Regions from separate parts of the Sus scrofa genome. Here regions 1 and 3 are each linked to region 2. The links are chromatin contacts, called in public HiChIP or PLAC-seq maps. All regions are on one chromosome and are shown on one strand. Each heading gives the region's core, a stretch centred on a gene start, on an enhancer-like site or on the middle of the called end of the contact. The rest is flanking DNA. Distances are from core to core; before and after follow the strand shown.

Evidence for each region. HiChIP or PLAC-seq counts read pairs in DNA pulled down with a chosen protein or histone mark.
Region 1: an H3K27ac HiChIP or PLAC-seq map of alveolar macrophages shows a contact between it and region 2. The contact joins the promoter of DAGLB here to the promoter of RBAK in region 2. A contact is called at or near these places in 1 of 5 promoter capture datasets (liver) and 1 of 2 datasets of contacts at active chromatin or transcription factors (alveolar macrophages).
Region 3: a contact with region 2 is called in an H3K27ac HiChIP or PLAC-seq map of alveolar macrophages. The contact joins the promoter of KDELR2 here to the promoter of RBAK in region 2. A contact is called at or near these places in 1 of 5 promoter capture datasets (liver) and 1 of 2 datasets of contacts at active chromatin or transcription factors (alveolar macrophages).

What each region holds. Positions count from the first base shown.
Region 1 is chr3:4,740,557-4,744,069 of Sscrofa11.1, reverse strand. It overlaps DAGLB (sn1-specific diacylglycerol lipase beta), which reads right to left and starts at 2,188. Exons shown (of 16, transcript XM_021086077.1): 1 at 1,985-2,188. The coding sequence starts at 2,079.
Region 2 is chr3:4,438,107-4,441,479 of Sscrofa11.1, reverse strand. It overlaps RBAK (RB-associated KRAB zinc finger protein), which reads left to right and starts at 1,537. Exons shown (of 5, transcript XM_021086052.1): 1 at 1,537-1,935; 2 at 3,293-3,347. The coding sequence starts at 3,309.
Region 3 is chr3:4,715,391-4,719,085 of Sscrofa11.1, reverse strand. It overlaps KDELR2 (ER lumen protein-retaining receptor 2), which reads right to left and starts at 2,435. Exons shown (of 5, transcript XM_021086076.1): 1 at 2,205-2,435. The coding sequence starts at 2,295.

The DNA of each region.
Region 1 (3,513 bases), core at 939-3,438, 300 kb before region 2:
TTGAAAAACAGTCGCAGTGCTGGTAAATGACTTAAGCTGAAGAACAAAGATCTAAAGGCATAAGTTATTCATAGGGTCAGCGGAATGAGGACTTAATGCGTTGGTCTAGGCTCGCTGGACCTGTGCAGACTGGTTTGCACAGTATGATACGTCCTCTTAAGAATAAAAGAGGAGTCTCATGGCCTCAAGCGGTTTGTAAGGGGTCCTTAGCAGGATATGCATTAGCAAGGAGAACCAAGGTGCAAACCTAGGCACACGTCTACAGAAGCACAGTGGCGATTCTCTAGATGCTATGCATAGATAGCTGATGACAAGCTTCCTCAAATGCTAACGATTGTTAAATGCCTAAATGTCAGAATAAAAGCTTAATCAGCAACCGGCTATGTGACTTTTAAAATAACTTAAAAAACCTATATCCTGCACCTACAACCCCCTTCTCACTTGACGTCACCCTAAAGAGCACAATCAAAGCAGTGTGGTTTCTTGAGGCTGTGCTCTTGGTCCCTGAGACCTTGAGTTCCCCTGGTTCCCACTTTTACTTAAGATAAATGTCTCTGTGTCTTGTTTTATGTTAACTTTTTCCTTAAGTTTCACAGCACCCGTTCTTCAGCCCCATCCTGCTCAGCTGGTCTCGGCACAACATGAACTGCTGGAACACAGACCCATCATAACCCCAAGAGAGGCACCTGGTAAACCAACAAAGTATATGCTTGTTCAATTATCAACAAGAGAATTCATACCTCCGTGAATTAATAAGACACTGACAAACACATGGCAATCTGTGGTGTGTGGTGCAAAACAAGAGGATGGGAACCCAGCTATGGAAAGAAGTTCTGCGGTGAATACTGATAAACTTGAAAGGACAAGGACTGTGGACCCATTTAAGTATATTTTGTAACTCAGTGCGAACGATGAAACACAGCACCAGCAATGCAACAGTGACTTTTCACAAGAATAATTTCAGCAGCAGGCACAGCACCATTGGGCAAGGTCACCATATTAAGAAACTGGCCAGAAGGGGAAGTGGATTAGGGTAACTTTTGGGGGGGAGGGGGCCATACCTGCAGCATATGGAAGTTACCAGGCTAGGGGCTGAATCAGCTACAGCCGCTGGCCTACACCACAGCTTGCCCAAGATCAGATCCTTAACCCACTGACTGAGGCCAGGGATCGAACCCGAATCCTCAGGGATACTAGTTGGGTTCTTAACCCACTGAGCCACAGCAGGAACTCATGGGGTAACTTCCTATGCTTTTGTCATTTGGGGGGGATGATGACTGCGTCTAGAAATAATAACAGGAAATGATCTGGAAAGACTTGGCTCTGAAAGCCATGAAACAACTGAGAAGCAGCTCATAACATTTCATGTTTTTATATATTCTTTTCCCCTCCAAAATCTACTTTTTTTTTAATATTAATAGTTAAACATTATTACTCTTTGCTCAGACCTTCTGGGGACAGACTTCGGGCACCTGATTCTACTTCTCACGGATTCCACACTTTGAAAGACTACAATGTAAAATGCTAGGTCTGTATGCCCATCATGGAATTCAGCCACAATCAGCTGCAACTGGCTTAAGAACCGCACGAAGGGTGTTACTGCCAATCTTGCATTTGGCAGATACAAGAGGCTGTGCGGGTCCACGCACCACGCGGGAGTGAAGCAGGCGGCTGCTCCCAGCTCGAGGGCGATCCCAGGTCCGCACGCAGGGGCTGGGGGGTGGGCGTGCGGGGCCCTGCAGCGCGGACAAACCGGTGGCGGGTCCACCCTGGTGACCCCGCGCACGGCCCACCCGCTCTGGGCCTCAGGGTGCCATCTATGAATGGGCAGAGGAATGGCACCCCGCTCCTCGGACAGTGGAGACGACCACCTGCGAGACAGCAGGGCCGGCTCCGGCCCGCAGTCCGGGGACACTGACACTGCCCTCGGCTGCTCGGCCCCCTCCCTCCGGCGCCCCGGCCGCGCACCGCACCCCGTCCTCACCACAGCACTCGCAGGAACAGCTCGAAGACCCCCGGGAAGACCAAGTCGTCGCTGGCGATGGCCCAGCGCCGGCCGAACAGCACCATTCCCGGCATGGCGAGGGTCCCGCCGCCCGGCCCCGCGCCAGCCCGCCGCGCGCCTGCAGCCACCGAGAGCCCCGGGACCTCGCGTCTCCGCCGGCGCCGGACCGGGACTCCGCGCAGGCGCCCGACTCAGCGCACGCGCACTGAGCCCCACGGGGCCGCCGCAGGGACTCTGCGCCTGCGCAGAAGACGCTGGGCCGGAAAATGCTGGAGACCTTCGTCTTCTCACCTGTGAAATCGGTTCAGCTGTTTTCATTTGGAGAGAAGGACTCTTCCTGGCCCGAGGGCGTCGCCAGCCCAGAGGCAGTTAGTGGCAGATTTGCAGCTCACACCCAGGTCTGTGGGGCTGCATGTCTGTGATGCACTTGCTCCGTCTGCCTTCCACCGTCTGGAGTGCGGACTTGGGACCCTTCCCTGGTTCTGGGCCTGAAGCTGAAACCGTGTACCAGACCCTAAGTCCTTGTGTTTTGCAGTAAAAGTCTTTTCCTTTAGCCTCCCAGGCCTCCCCTCAGTCTCGAACACTCAAGAGTTAATGATTAGGGAGTTCCTGTTGTGGCTCCGAGGTAACTAACCTGATTAGCATCCTTGAGGATGCCGGCTGCATCCCTGGCCTCGCTCAGTGGGTTAAGGATCAGGTGTCGCAAGTGAGCTGTGCTATATGGGTCGCGGACCCGGTCAGAGCCTCGTTGCTGTGGCTATGGCAGAGGCGGGCAGTTGCAGCTCCAGTTCGACCCCAAGCCTGGGAACTTCCACATACTGCAGGTGCTGCCCTAAAAAGCAAATAAAAAAATAAAACCACACTCTATGTAAAAAAAAAAAAGTTAATGATTAGTAAAAACATGAGCGTTGTAGCAACATGGAGACACGATGTTACACGCTCTGCCTTGGCTCACTAACTTTATATTGTACCTAGACTCCAGCTTTTCACAAATGATCTCTTCCTTGCTTAATTGCTTTCTTTTACTATAGGTTAATTTCTGCTTCAATTATATTGCCCCTAGTGTTTTATTTTTGCTTTTGAGGGCCGCATCCGCAGCATATGGAGGTTCCCAGGCTAGGGGTCTAATCAGAGCTACAGCTGCCGGCTTGTGGCTTAAGCCACAGCAACACCAGATCTTCGAACTACACCACAGCTCACCGCAACGCAGGATCCTTAACCCACTGAGCGAGGCCAGGGATTGAACCCGAAACCTCATGGTTCCTAGTCGGATTAGTTTCTGCTGTGCCACAACAGGAACTCCGCCCCTCCGCCCCAGCAATTTATTTTGTAATTGAAACACGCCCTAACATCCCTTCCTGTAGGCAATTTTCTTTCCAGAGAAAAGGTCAAGGAACGATAACTCCGAAGACAACCAGAAAGCATCACGGGACTGGCTGACGCTGGACTTCACGACTCTGAAATGATTTGTGGAGGGAGAATAATACAGTCACCTTAATCAATAACCC
Region 2 (3,373 bases), core at 288-2,787:
GCTGGCAATCCTGGGGAGAAGGTTGACTCATGTCCCAAAGAACCAACTCCCCCCTCCCCAGGTTTTGTTAAGAAATTACGTAGGAAACAGAGGAAGGGGCTACATGCTGAGGAGAGTGTTGTGGGGGGTGCATGATCAGCCCACGGACATTCTTCTGACTGGTTGGTGGTGAGGTAACTGGAAGTCAACATCAACACCTTTCTGATTCCACTTGGTCTGGGGTTTACATGCTTATGGGCAGCATACAGTTGGCTTCTTCCACCTGGTGGGGACTTCAGTATCTGCAAAATAGCTCAAATGATATGGCTCAGAATATTATCTACAGCCTTTGAGGCGGAAATAAAGTCCTTGACTTTGTTTAATGGCTAAAGTATTATTATTTTGTCTTACACGACTGTTTTCCTTTGTTTTTGCATTTTCTCACTTCTTGGTTTAAAATTATTCTTTGCAACTTGGGGAAGGCCAAGGAGGCTAAAGATTTTCTACAAACAACTACAAAGCAGGCAGAGGACATTGGGGTGGGGTGGGGTGGGGTGGGGAAGAGGGGCTGTTGAGGAAAGACCACACAGGATCCTGCTCAGTTACAACTAACTGAGATGTACTTTCCTGGAACTGATCCCTGGCAAGTGAACACACATGCACAAAAGAACACACAGAATTACTGTTTTGGGAATTCCGTCGTGGCGCAGTGGTTAACGAATCCGACTAGGAACCATGAGGTTGCGGGTTCGGTTCCTGCCCTTGCTCAGTGGGTTAGCTCGTTGCCACGAGCTGTGGTGTAGGTTGCAGACTCGGCTGGGATCCCGCGTTGCTGTGGCTGTGGTGTAGGCGGTGGCTACAGCTCCGATTCAACCTAGCCTGGAACTCACATGCCTGAGCGGAAATAGCAACAACAACAACAACAACAACACAAGAATTACTGTTTTTGTTTTTCCTTGGGCACCTCGCGGGGCATACTGAGGTTCCCAGGCTAGGGGTCCAATCAGAGCTGTAGCCGCCGGCCTACACCGCAGCCACAGCAATGTGGGATCCGAGCCGCGTCTGCAACCTACACCACAGCTCACGGCAATGCCGGATCCTCAACCCACTGAGCAAGGCCAGGGATCGAACCCTCAACCTCATGGTTCCTAGTCGGATTCGTTAACCACTGAGCCACCACGGGAACGCCCCTTTTTCCTTTATTTATCATATTTGTATGTAGCTACTGATTTTAAGCCTTAAATACTCAAGGTATGGAAAAGATTAGGGCACCAGGTCCCAATCAGGCAAGACACCTAGAGAAGAGGTGACATTACAGACGTTCCCTTAAATTAAAGGGACCCTGATTCCCTGGTCCGGGAGGCCAATGCTCTCAGCACAGCATCGCTTAACCTCCAGTTGAGGTGAAGACATTTACGACGTTCCCTATCTTGACGGAGCGGAGACTTATGGGCAATAGAGTCCTGGAGCTTGTCTGGCTCCCCGCTGCGGGCCCTGCCAGGCGGACTTCCGGCGCCCTGCTGTGTTTGTGCGCCTCGCCCTGGGTGCGTGTTCGCGCACGCGCACCAGCGCCGCGCCGCGCCGCGCCGCGCCGCAGTCGCTTCCTGTCGGTGCCCAGGTCACAGCTGTCCCTCGTTCCCAGTCTCTGGCCTCTGGCGGGCGAGGATTCCCGGCCTGCGGCCTGGGCCGGAGGAGTCTGGAGGGCGGCGGTGCAGGGGCGGCGGAGCCCGGGCCGACCGGCTTCAGCACGCGGCACACTGAGGCCCCCGAAGGCCGATTTGGGCTCCGGGAGGGAGTTCGCCTGAAGGGAGCCTGTGTTGTAGGCCCAGAACCGGCCCTTCGGGCCCAGCGGCCTCCAGAGGCGGAGAGGAGGAACCCAGGGAAAGGAGCTCGCCGGAGGGGCAGCCCCTGGCCCGGAGCCTCGGGAGCTCGGGGCGGGTCAGCGAGTCCCAGGGGGTAAGTCTTGCGTCTGGGGGCCTCCGGGCATTGGTCGACCCTGACGCCAAAGCGGGGTTGAGGGGCGCTCTCCCCGGGCCACCCAAGAGAGCGAGCGGGAGAGTTTGACCGCTACCCGGAGATGGAGGGGGCGGCTGTCCCAGATGGGCGCTCCCTTAGGACTTGGGAGTTCTGGGTGTCCTGGGGGATTGGGGGCTACACACCCCTCCTCCTCCCGTCCTCTCGGGATTCCGCCGGGTCTCTAAAGGCCCATCAGCATCTTGGTTCTGTAACCTAAGTGTCCGCTGACTCCCCTGGGTTCTGCCCTGTAGAACCACACAGTGGGGTGCAGGATGAGTCTGCGAGGCATCTGTCCTGCCTCCTCGGTTGAGGGTGGAGGAGATTGGGCATGAGAAGGGAGATTCTTGTGCCAGGTCACCGGGTCTGTAGGTGGGATTGGTAACAGGACTCAAACTTCCAGGCCAGTGTTCTGTCCACTGTATTAGAGTTTTCTTAATTAAAAACTTTTAAAGTGCCAAGGTAGCCAAGTTCAGTCAGATAATGTACACAACAATACTGTGCTTTGATGCACAGTTATCCCACTTTTGAGAGCTCACATTCTCTGTTCCTGTGGAATCTTTGATTTTAACCGATTTTTTTTTTTTTTTTTTTTTTTTTTGGCCATTTCTTGGGCCGCTCCTGCGGCATATGGAGGTTCCCAGGCTAGGGGTCCAATCGGAGATGTAGCCACCTGACTACGCCAGAGCCACAGCAACGTGGGATCCGAGCCGCGTCTGCAACCTACACCACAGCTCACGGCAACGCCGGATCCCTAACCCAGTGAGCAAGGCCAGGGACCGAACCTGCAACCTCATGGTTCTTAGTCGGATTCGTTAACCACTGCGCCACGACGGGAACTCCCCTAAGCGATTTTTTTTTATTTTTTATTTTTTATTTTTATTTTTTAGGTTCTTGTGCCGAGGGCATGCAGAAGTTCCAGGGTCAGGGCTTGAACCCACACCACAGCAGTGACTGGAGCCACAGCAGTGACAACACCAGATCTTTAACCATTAGGGCACCAGCGAACTCCTTGATTTTAAGCAATTTAAAGAAGCAGTAAGGAAATAGTTAAGCAGTGTTACAGGGGGATTTTTTTTGGGGGGGGGGCGCTTTCTATTTAATGGAGTCATCGTTTGTATTCAGTAATGTCAGTGACCTGATTGTGTTGTGTATTTCTCCTGTGTGACCCTTTTGGCCTCTGTTCATATTCATAGGGTGTCATTTTATTGAGCTTTCTTGGGTGGTTTTCTTGTAGGAAGTTACTGCTTAGTCAGGCCAGGTCACTCATAATTACAGTCACTTACTTCCTTTTCTCTAGGTCCACTTGATAGCTTATGCTTTACCAAGAGCAGCAGAAAATGAATGAACCCCAGGTGAGTTTTCCTGTCTGTGTATTTAT
Region 3 (3,695 bases), core at 1,186-3,685, 280 kb before region 2:
ATAGCTCATGAGGTTGCGGGTTCAATCCCTGGCCTTGCTCGATGGGTTAAGGATCCAGCGTTGCTGTGAGCCGTGGTGTAGGTCGCAGACGCAGCTTGGATCTGGTGTTGCTGTGGCTCTGGTGTAGGCCGGCGGCTACAGCTCCAATTGGACCCCTACCCTGGGAACCTCCACATGCCCTAGAAAAGACAGAAAGACAAAAAAAAAAAGAAAAAAAAATAATAATATCTTTGAGCATGGCAGGGGCAGGGGTTGAGCAAAAGGTACAAACTTCCAGCTAGGAGGTAAGGAAATCCTGCGGATGGTCATATGAGGCCAGGTGACTGCAGTTAACAAGCGTGTCCTGTAGATTTGAAAGTTGCTTAGATCTTAAAATATTTCACCACCAGGGAAAAAAACGTAATATATGTGGTGATGGATGCTACCTACACTCGTGGTACTCATTTTGCAATATATACACATTCCTTAACATTGTAAACCAAAAATCAATCCAATGTTATATATCAATTATATCTCAATAAAGCAGGGGGAAAATAACATTTTCTGAGTGTGGCAAAAAATGACCTAAATTACTGACCTGGCATCAAATGTTTAAACCAAAATTACTTAGGCCAAATAGATATTTATTTAAATCCTGATTACCTGTGTTCCAATCCTGGCCCTACCACTAATTTTCTCTTTCTAAGACTCAGTTTCCTTGTCCACAGAATGGGGACAATGGCACTTGCCCCGTCAGGTTATTTCCAGGACTACGCTGGCTAAGCCATATAAGGCACTTAGCTCACTACCTAGTACATAACAAGCGCTTAAATATCAGCTATCAAAATTACTGAAATTGCGATGCTGTCACTGGAAACCTGAGCTCCTGAGAACTATGTGTAAATTGAGAGATCACCTCCAAGTCAAACACGCTGGTTTCAGTCCATGGACTTTGTCACATCCATTTTGATTGCTCAAAGGTCTTTTTTGGTTTTGCTTACTTCCTGGATCTCAGCTATATTCCAGGGAGATAGGTGAGGCCTGAAGACAGCAGTCGAAGATGGGGGGGGGGGTGTAACTTTAGAGATGAAAAATGTTGAGAAGCCCAGTAGGTAAACTGTATCTATCTCTGCCACCCAGGTCCCTTGGGATTCCATCTTTTACTGTTTACAAAACTTAATTAATTCATCAGACATTGTTATACTGAGGCCGTGGCATCAAAAATATGTTTAAGGAAGACATTGCATTTTAAGAAATTATTTAAAAATTCTCCATTCTTAAGCTTTTGGAGCTAATGGAAGGTAAAACACCACTACTATCCGGGGAAGAAGTGTCTCACTGCCTTCCAGCAATGTGAGCATGAAATGTGTACTCCCCAAGGGGGAGCCGCCAACTCACTGGTGACGTGGAGTGAGGAATTACAGGAGACCACAGAGACCTCTGCCGTACCCGGCGCCCCGCCGCAGGTTTAAGAGAACCCGTTATTAGAGGGAGACACTCGGAGTTTGACAAACTGGTTCGTTCCTCAAAGCAGCATTAACTGCCCAAGAAATTCGATTAGAGACCTCCCCATACCTCCTCCTCCTGTGGCGAGCGCGATCCTGCACCCGAGAGCTGGGGCGAAGCCCAGACTCAGGACACTAGGGACAGGCCTGCCCGGACACCCTGGCCTAAAGGCCAGTCCTCGAGGGTGCAGGGTGGGGAGCGGGGTGACCTCTCCCCGCGCCCGCTCCACCTCCCGGGCTGGGGAAGCTGCCACGTCAGGCCCAGCCGCCGAGATCCTGCCCATCCTCCTCCCGCGCGTCCCATTGATCCGCCGGCTCCGCGCATCTCGAGACCCCCGTTCTAGGCGCTCGGAGAAGCGCCCAATGAAGCCGAGGGCCGGGGGCGCGCCGGCCGGACCCCCGCCCCGATCCCAACTTTTCAGATAGAACAAGGCCCCGCGCTGTCCACCTGGCGCCTCCCCCTCCCGGACGGTTCAAGTTCGGGAGCCGACCGAGAGCAGAGACTGGCCCAGCGCCGCCACACCTCGCCCGGCCCTGCGCTCCCACCCCGAGGGGCCGCAGAATCCCCCCACCCTGCGCGGCCCGGTCGCCCGCCAGGCCCGCCGAGGGGGTGTGTCGGGTCGGCGCAGGCCCGCGGGCTTGGGACAGCCGAGGTCGCCGGGTCCTCCCAGCGACCCGGCCCCGCGCCCGAGCCTCTCCAGGGCCTCGCCCGCCGCTCACCCGCGCAGGAGCGCGTCTTCCAGATCTTCAGCAGCAGGATGACGATGGCCGCCAGGTGGGACAGGTCCCCGGTCAGCCGGAAGATGTTCATGGCGACGGCGGTCGGCGCGGTGGCCCCAGGCTCGGCGGCTCAGGCAGCTGCAGCAGCCCCGAAGAGGAAGCGGCGAAAGATGGCGAGAGCGGGCGCGACGTGGCCAGGGACGTGGCCGAACTGCCGGCGCGCGCGCGCGCGGGGCAGCTTGGGAGAGCGGGCGGCCTCCAGCCCCGCCCCGGCCCCGCCCCTTAAAGGGGACGCGCCAGAGCACAGGCCTTGCGGGAGCGCATGCTCCCGGGCTCCCTCCCCAGGACCCCGATTTCTGGCCCACTTCCCCCGGCCAGGTTTCCGGCTTGCACTCGGGTACCAACGATTTCCTTTAATTTTTGAAATGACATTCTCTTGTGAGGAATTTCCCCCCACCACTGATCCTAAGAGCTCTATAGGTTTACTGCATGAAAAAGTGTAAGGGGGGGGAATTAGTGATTGCATCGCTCAAGATATGGTGGATGCTGGGAGGGTATGGCTTATGTGGGGGCCTGAAGATTTTAACATTCTGGGGATGCTCTTTGAGAAAGAGTGCAAAATTAGGTAGAAAACGAACATGTCTGTAAGGATGTGAAAATAAAGCACAAGAAATTACCGAGGGAATGAAGCTGACAAACAGGGTGAGCTGCGGAATTTGAGGGGGCCCAGTGCAAGATGACAACGTGGGTTCCCCAGGTCAAAAGCAGGAGAAAGTGCTGTTAAATGTACTAAAATATAGAACTTTCCCCTTTATTGTGCAGTCCCTCTGACTTGTTTTCTGTTTGCTATTTATTGTCATTCTAATTAAAGAAAAAAATTTAAATTATGATCATGACTTTTAGCGTTTGTCTTTATATTACACAATGTCAGTTTTTCACGCAAATATCAGAGCATTTAAGACAGTGCAGAATCGCTGAAAGTGTAATTTGTATTTCAAACCTCGTCCATAGAGAGTGCCTGGAGTGCATGGTGCATGGAAATTATTAGGACTGTTGTCACATCTTAAAAAACCTCAGTCAAGTCATTTCATATAAAAGCTGCAGGGGAGTTCCCTGGTGGACTAGCAGTTAAGGATCTGGTGTTGTCACTGCTGCGGCTCGGGTCACTGCTATGGCGCAGGTTCAATCCCTGACCTGAGAACTTCCACATGCTACAGGCGTGGCCAAAAAAATACAAATAAAAATACATAAATAAAAGCTGCACGTTTTCAGGGCATCTTTCGTTTTCTTGCACAAGGACTAACTTCATGCCTTTTGGATTGATGACACCAACTAGCTTGTTGGCACTTGTTGTATTGCATGGTTTTGTTTTTTTGTTTTTTTTTTTGTCTTTTTGCTATTTCTTGGGCCGCTCCCTTGGCTCCCTTCCCAGGCTAGGGGTCTAATCAGAGCTGTAGCCACTGGCCTACGCCTGAGCCACAGCAACGCGGG